2 separate regions of the Mus musculus genome follow, and region 1 is linked to region 2. The links are chromatin contacts, called in public HiChIP or PLAC-seq maps. All regions are on one chromosome and are shown on one strand. The core of a region is the stretch at or near the end of the contact, and the rest is flanking DNA. Distances in the headings are between cores, read along the strand shown. Region 1 overlaps Myo10 (myosin X). Region 2 overlaps Gm48957 (predicted gene, 48957).

What was found. HiChIP or PLAC-seq counts read pairs in DNA pulled down with a chosen protein or histone mark.
Region 1: a contact with region 2 is called in an H3K27ac HiChIP or PLAC-seq map of a colorectal cancer cell line, with 8 times the contacts expected there. The contact joins two enhancer-like sites. A contact is called at or near these places in 1 of 15 datasets of contacts at CTCF or cohesin (the NIH/3T3 cell line), 22 of 484 Hi-C or Micro-C datasets (the BV-2 cell line, the C2C12 cell line, the NIH/3T3 cell line and 15 more) and 19 of 115 datasets of contacts at active chromatin or transcription factors (bone marrow-derived dendritic cells, bone marrow-derived macrophages, a colorectal cancer cell line and 13 more).

What each region holds. Positions count from the first base shown.
Region 1 is chr15:25,640,376-25,644,105 of GRCm38.p6, forward strand. The region is part of intron 1 of Myo10 (myosin X); the gene reads left to right. Among named protein-coding and RNA genes, the nearest start is that of Myo10, 20 kb to the left of the region's middle. Within about 2 kb of position 2,171, at least 69 of the 459 cell types and tissues checked have an H3K27ac peak or open chromatin away from gene starts, as enhancers often do. A contact at or near this core is called in the C2C12 cell line, a colorectal cancer cell line, hepatocytes and 1 more, where this site is marked.
Region 2 is chr15:25,439,247-25,442,852 of GRCm38.p6, forward strand. The region is part of intron 1 of Gm48957 (predicted gene, 48957); the gene reads left to right. Among named protein-coding and RNA genes, the nearest start is that of Gm48957, 27 kb to the left of the region's middle. Within about 2 kb of position 1,910, at least 45 of the 459 cell types and tissues checked have an H3K27ac peak or open chromatin away from gene starts, as enhancers often do. A contact at or near this core is called in the C2C12 cell line, a colorectal cancer cell line, hepatocytes and 1 more, where this site is marked.

The DNA of each region.
Region 1 (3,730 bases), core at 921-3,420, 200 kb after region 2:
GGTTCAGCTCCCAAGAACCTCGATGCCACTTGAGGCCTCTGTTGTCAGTAGCCGATATTCCTTAGCGTACTTGATCCGTTTTGCAGTGGAAGTCGCTCTTGCTGGGTCACTTCTGCCCGGGAGGATCCCACGCTCACTAGGAGTGCTGTGTGCTCTCTGGTCTTAACTGAGATCGTGTAAGAGTTGCCAGCGTCCACCCATAGGACCAGGAACATTTCCAGGTATCCGTTGCCTGGTGGTGTCCCTTGTGTTGTTGTTGCTTTTCTTTTTAAAAGGACTTTATTTATGTGTGTGTCTGTGTGCATGTGTGTTTTTGTGGGTACCTGTAATTGCCAGAAGAGGGTGCATCACACAGAAGTTGTAGGCAGTTGTTAGCTACCTAGTGTGGGCCCTGAGACTAAAAGACTTGAATCGTCTGTAAGAAAAGCAAATACGTTTAACTGCTGAGTCCTCTAGCCCTTTTTGAGTGGGTGTGTATATTATCTATGTACATGTTCACATGTGTATACACGTGTAGAGGCCAGAAGTCTATGTTGGGTGCCTTCTCTTGCCCTCCACCATATTTTTTGAGACAGAGTTTCTTACTGAACATAGAGCCTGCCAACTGGCTAGGAAGGCTGGTCAGTGAACTCCAGGGATCTTCCTCGGCCCCCCTCCCCCATGCTGGCACAGGGAGCCACGTTACCAGCTAAGCCATTTCCCCAGCCACCATCCTGTCCTGTTTTCTACCACCTCAGCAGCTGCATCCAGAATTTATCTTCGCCTTCTCCCACTGTGTGGTTGGACTTTGCTTTGTCTATGGTATCTGGGACCCGGACTTCTCCCTGCTATGTATCTGAATTGACTACACAGCTGTCCTCACAGCTGTAACTTGCAGAGGAGGCCTGGTTCCATGTCTGCTCTCGTATGTCATGTTGCATACCTGCCCACTCCTTCCAAGCCCATGGCCCAAGGCTGGTGCTACTTGATATCAAATCATCTTTCCAGGCACCTGAGGCTCTGGCCTTCCACTGTCTGTCCCCATCCTCTGGTCACAATGGTGGCATGACTTCCTGTCCTTCAGCTGAGCATGCAGCCTGTGGTGCAGTTTTTCAAAAGGTAACCTTTACTCGTGAACTCAAGTGTCCAATCTAGGGTGAAACTTGGAACGTGTTTCACAGCCGTGACTTTCAGGTGGCCAGCTGCCCAGGGAGAGGCACATGGCTGCAGTCTGAACCGCTCACAGGCAGTTCACCTCCAGAGTTCCAAGAATTATAGCCTGTGCCCCATGGCGCGTCAGCAGAGACATTACTAAGACTCATGATTGTGATATTCTGTGTCCTCTGTGTGTGCACATATGAGAATGCATGTATGTGTGTGTGTGTGTGCATATATGGAGGCCAGAGGTCAACTGCAGATGTGTCTTCCCTTGGTGATCTGCACCTTGTTTATTGGGACAGGGTTTCTCAGTCCTTAATCCAGGCCTTACCATTTCTGTTGCAGTGGCTTATCACTGAGCCCAGGATGCCCCATCACTGCCCTCCCAGTGCTGGAGTTAGAGGAGACAATCACCTACCACACCTCACTTTTGTGGGGGTCCTGGTGATCTGAACTCAGACATTCCTAGCGCCTCCCTCCCATTTAGATCTTTAAGATACATTGGCAAGAGTTTTGAGATAATATGCATAGCTTTTTGTGCCTCTCTGAGATGATGGTCCTGTACATCCTGAGGGTGAGATGGTTTTCTTCTTTTCGGGGAGACCGAAACTGTTTCTGTGCAGGTCTGATGGCCATCAGTGAAGAGGGAAGTGCTTTGAGAACTGTAAGCTCTCTTCTGGACAACTTTATAGAAACCAAAGTGAGGGAGACACACACCATCCCCTCGCCCACCCCCCTCCTGCACACCCCCTGTTTATTTGAGAAATAAACAGAATTTCCTTATGTGGTTGGCAGGTGGCCAGCGAGTGTGCCTACAGCTCAGGAATCATCAAAAACAAACTAACAGAAAAGGCCTGACTTGCTGGAGGCTGTAATTCAATCTGAGGGAGGTGTGTGTGTGTGTATGTGTGTGTGTGTATTTGTGTTCACCCACACACGTGCACGTGCTGGGGGCAGGGTGGCAGAGGGTGTCTGGAAGCTTTAACCCTTGGTGCTATAAATAGAACACTTATTTGGCTGGGTCTAATACAGACGTTTGGAATGGAATTTCTCCTGCTATTTGGTGAGAATTAAGGTATGACTCAATGTCCTGTACCCAAGACTGGCCCACATTCGTACCCACTTTCCTTTCGATCTGAGCCAAGTTTAATTAAAAGCAACACTTGACAAGTCCATTAAATAACTTGAAACACTTCCCTTCAAAACCTTACCATGAATGGAGGCATTATACACAAAACAATGCCCCTTTAAAAACCTGAAGTGAGGGCCAGACTATGCAAAGCACTGGATAAAGTGGGGTGGGGAGGGTGGCAAATCCTGCCCCACACAAGCTGAACCAGGAGCCCAGGAGGGTGAGGGAAGTGAGCCAGGCTGTGTGCAGTAGGGAGCAGTGGGGACTGTGGCAAACAGACCTGGAGAATTAGAGCTTTTTGTTGCAAGGCTTTCTAGGTTCCAAGAAGAGGCGTGATGTGGGTGAAGTGCCCCAAATTGTGTGGCACTGACAGGTAGGTAGTACAACAGGTTTTGGTTTTTAGTGAGCCGCAGACACTATCTGCCTAAAGTTTACGCAGTTTGCACGGGAGAAAGGAGTGGCTTGGGCGGTACTTGAGTTAGCTGTAGTTTTGCCTGTAATATTGCTTGCGGCGTTTGCGACTGTTTGGAGCTGGGACCCACTTCTGGGTTTGGGGATGGGTCCCTGTGCTGTCTGGAATTTTGTCACCTTCCTTATGGCACCGAAACTCAGGTCACCCGTGGTTAGAAACTGGATAGCTCTGTTTTGAAGGCGGGAATGTTATATTTTCCTATTTTAAGAGTTTATGGCCTCCCTCCCTTTTCTAGAGGTGGGAGGTTTGGAGTGACTTCAGAGAAGCAATCAAAGCAATCGCAGAGTGACCACTGCCCCAGCTGAAGGTCACTGTGACTCCATGCACAAGCCCAGGAGTCTGGCCCAGCCTCCATGTGTGTGACTAGCAAGCACCATGACCTGGGTTTTATGTTGATTTCAGCACTCATCCTAAGATGCTGGTCTGTAGGAATGTACGGATTTTCTTGATGTAGCCTCACAGAACATTCCAGAGTCATTTTTATTGGCTTCAGTTTGCAGTTTTGAGTGATTATTACTGGTCCATTCTTTTTTTTTTTTTTTTAAAGATTTATTGTTATATGTAAGTACACTGTAGCGGTCTTCAGACAGACCAGAAGAGGGCGTCAGATCTTATTATGGATGGTTGTGAACCACTATGTGGTTGCTGGATTTTGAACTCGGGATCTTCGGAAAAGCAGTCAGTGCTCTTAACCACTGAACCATCTTTCCAGCCCACTGGTCCATTCTTTCTATTAAAGGTTGCAGAAATAAATTTCATGTGCATGCCAGTGCCTCCTGTCTGTCTCGGCTCCTGTGTGTGACCCAGAGGACAGCCTTGGGTACAGTTCCTTAAGCACTGTTAAAGTCTAAGGTTCCTTAAACTTAAAAAACTTTTAAAAAAAGTGTTTTGCTTTGGGTTGTTGTTGTTGTTTTTCTTTCCCTCCCTCCCTCCCTCCCTCCCTCCCTCCCTCCCTCCCTCCTTCCTTCCTTCCTTCCTTCCTTCCTTCC
Region 2 (3,606 bases), core at 660-3,159:
ATGCTGGAGATCAGGTTGGGGACAATTGTTTGGAGGAGGGGTCATCATTCAACTCTCTACATTGCCACGATCCAAAACCAGCAGTAAAAGCTGATGCAGAAGCCCGGGAGGCAAAAGCTGCACGACAGCGGCTGTGTGCGCACACGACAGAAGAATATAAACCCCAAGAGCTGTACTGCGTTGACCATGGCGGACTGTAACCTCCCTGAAACAAGCATGTGAAAGGCCGTCAAGTGTCGGAAAAGCTGAACAAGTATATTTAGGATAAAACCTCATTCTTTTTTATGGGGTTTTGTAGGTAGTCATTCATTCATTCATTCATTCATTCACTTTGCATCCCAGTATCTGCCTCCCTCTCCTCCCAGTCCTCCCCCACCCCCATCACATGGCTCCCTCCCACAGGGACTCCACAGGAAGACCAACAGAATCTTTTTCTTTAAATCTTGAGTGTAAGCATGTCCATGAGCGATGTTTGTGGACATGTGTGCGCATGCTTGTGTGCAGGAGGGAAGCATGTGTAGTTGTGTAAGTCAGAGAAGACTATTCCCGGTGGTGGGCCTTGACCCCTCCCTTCTTTGAGACAGGGTCTCCTCTCATTGTTCTCTGTTGCATACAACAAGAAGCCAATGGGGAAATTCCCCAATGGGACAATTACTGATCACTTGTGTGAGACCTACATCCATGGCAGATACCCTCATAAGGATACATGTATGGTGTGAAGAAGGTTGGCTTGGTGGGCCATGAGCCCAGAAATGCTAACAGCTTCTCAGAGTGTTAGGATCCGTCTGTGAGCTCTTGGGAATCCTCCAGTCTCAGCTTTGCATCCTGCCCTAGAAGCACTGGAATTACAGATAGTCTACTTTTCATGGGCTCTGGGAACCTGCCTCAGCTCCTCACACTTGCAGCAAGCCCTTAGTGCCCTGTGCCTAATTAAACCTTTCACTAGGGGATAACGAGTGTGAGCCTGAGGAAAAGAAGGCTTGCCCAGAAAAGCAATGGACTCCCGTCCAGCAAAGACTCTCAAAAAGAGAACTGCTGACTTTCATTCAAATCACGACAGGTAAATGCACAAATGCCATTATCCTATAAGGGACAAGGTGACATTATCCATTACTGGATCTCAGAGTGTTAGGATCCGGTGTGACATGCATGGAGTCCCAGGTCACCCTATCTACCTTCTGAGACTTGTGCCCTAGCCTGGGGTTGCATGGCTCATACTGTTACTACTCTTACATTCTCAGTGAGCCTCTGATTGTCCTTCGCCTCGCTGCGGTTAATTACTAACTTTGTAACACGGGAAACTCCAGCCAAGCGATTTTATCCCCTTTCCCACTGTAAGTCAATGAATCCGGGAATCTGTAAATTTCCTTCCACGGAGGCTATGGATCTTTCCTATGAGGTCTTGAATGTAGAACACACTCCAACTCTCTGGAGGGATTCATATAAGGCTCTGTGCTTGTGTGGGGGAGGGGGCGATTAACTAAGCCCCCCAGGTTCCAAGGGTCTCAGAAGTCTACCCCATAAGAGCCCTTGACAAGCCAAGGCCAGTAAGGAACAAGGTCTATAACTCAATGTTTCTCTTAGACCATCCCCTTACACAAGAAAACCCCTGAGTTCTGGTTTCAAGGACATGCCTTTAAAGAGACATGTATGTACCATACCAGAGACTCAAGGGTCTCTTCCCAAACACTTGTCCATATAGGTTGTTGGTTCAGGAGAAACTCTTTTTTAATTACGTGGTAAAATGAAAGAAAACAGCTAACATTTTTTTAAAACCCATAAAACTTCCTTTTCTTTTTGGCTTATTTATGAAATATCCACCCCTGTGGTTCTTCATAGTAGCTTCACAACAACTTTTTGGAAGCATGGACGAAAACTGATCAACCAGAACAAGCATGAATATCACAAAATTCCCGCTAGGGGGCGCTGTAGTTTAAAAAGCTCCAGAACAAACTCAAAACCCCTAATTTAGGTAACACCGGTCATTTTATTAACATGCCAAAAAGGAACTGTTTCTGGGGAACGAAATGCTACTGTTTCTCAGACGTAGCACAGCAAAACAATTTCAGAAGGCACTCACGGGAAAATAAATTTTTAAAAAAAAAGTATTTTTCTGGCCGCCGTTGCTAAAAAGTAGCTGACTGAAGCGCTCAGGGTTGGCCCCAAACTAAGGTCAGAGTGTACGTGCCCCGGAAACCCGAACCAGCCCAAGAATGCGCACGAGGCTTCGAGCCCAAAATATCACGAAAAAAAATCCTACTCTGTGCCTCGCTACTCCGCCCTCATCCCACCCCCCCACCCCACTTCTGCTGATACCCAGAAACAAGAAAAAGTAGGCAAGTGGCAGACCCTTGAAAGTGAGAATTTGGAGTGGCAGAGGTTTAATTTCATTATGTGTCGCATGTGCGCTCCCTGAGGAGGACACAGCTTACTTGTGGAAGGCGTCATGTGACAGGGAAAAAAAGGTCAAGCAGACACCTTCCCCTCTAGCTGAAGCAGAGAGATGCGAAGCGAGTGCCAGGGACCAGAACCTCAGACTCTGATCCAGCCCAAAGTGGTTGATTGCTTTTTCATTAGTCATTTTCAAAACATAAATTATTCATTACTCTAAAAATAAAATCCTAGTCTAGGAGTTGAACACCCGAGGGCTTGGGACAAGGCAAAGGGAAGCCAGGACAGAAATTTTGAACAAAGCTCAGCCAGTGTGCGCGTGCGCACTGGGCACCCCGGCCATCGGAAGCATCCTTCACACAGAAAACCCTCACAGTGCCTGGGGCCAAGGGAACCCTTCCGTTCATTTGGTCAGAGCTAAGGATAGGATAGCATTTCAAACTGCGTCAAGATCCCCTTCCCCATCTTGTGTGATGTTCTTTGGAGATGTAATCAAGTTAAAAAGAAGCCATCAGGGAGAGTCCCCGTCCAGAGTGACTGTCATCTTTCTGAGCAGAGGACGTTTAGAGATACAGAGAGACCTGCCATGGAGCAACAAAGGCAGAGACTGGAGTGGCATATCTATAAAACAAAAGACGCCAAGGACTGGTGACAGCCCAGCAGTCAGGAGCAAAGTGCTGACCAGCTATTGCGTGGAAGCCCCTGGAAACGTCCCTTCCCAGGCCTTGATTCCAGACTCCTAACCCTTGGATCTGTGAGAACACAGGGTCCTGTTGTCCAAGTCACCCGGCTTGTGGTATTTGTTCTGGCAGCCTAAGGACACTAACCCCAAAGTCAGAAAGAAGTCGATGGAACAGAGGAACCCTGTGAAGAGACCCTTAATTAATGCAAGGTCCTGGGACATTCTCTCTGTTCTTGTCTCCCCTTTTCTCTGTTTCTTCCCTCTCCCAGTCAACAGTTCTCGGTGATTTCTGCATCCATTTGTGTGACTTAAAAGACCAAAAAGCTACATAGTCTGCCTGGTGTTTTAAACCACTGTGCTCCCGCGAGTCTCAAAGTATTGCGGTAACTTTTTCCTAATCTTAAGTCATTGAGAAGGGAAAGGTAAGAGGGCAGCATTTACACTCTGTATATAGGCCATTGGCAGAGTGGTTCCTTAGCAAGCACGTGACTCCAGGTTCAATATGTTATATAAGAAAAAAATACTGGGGGGTG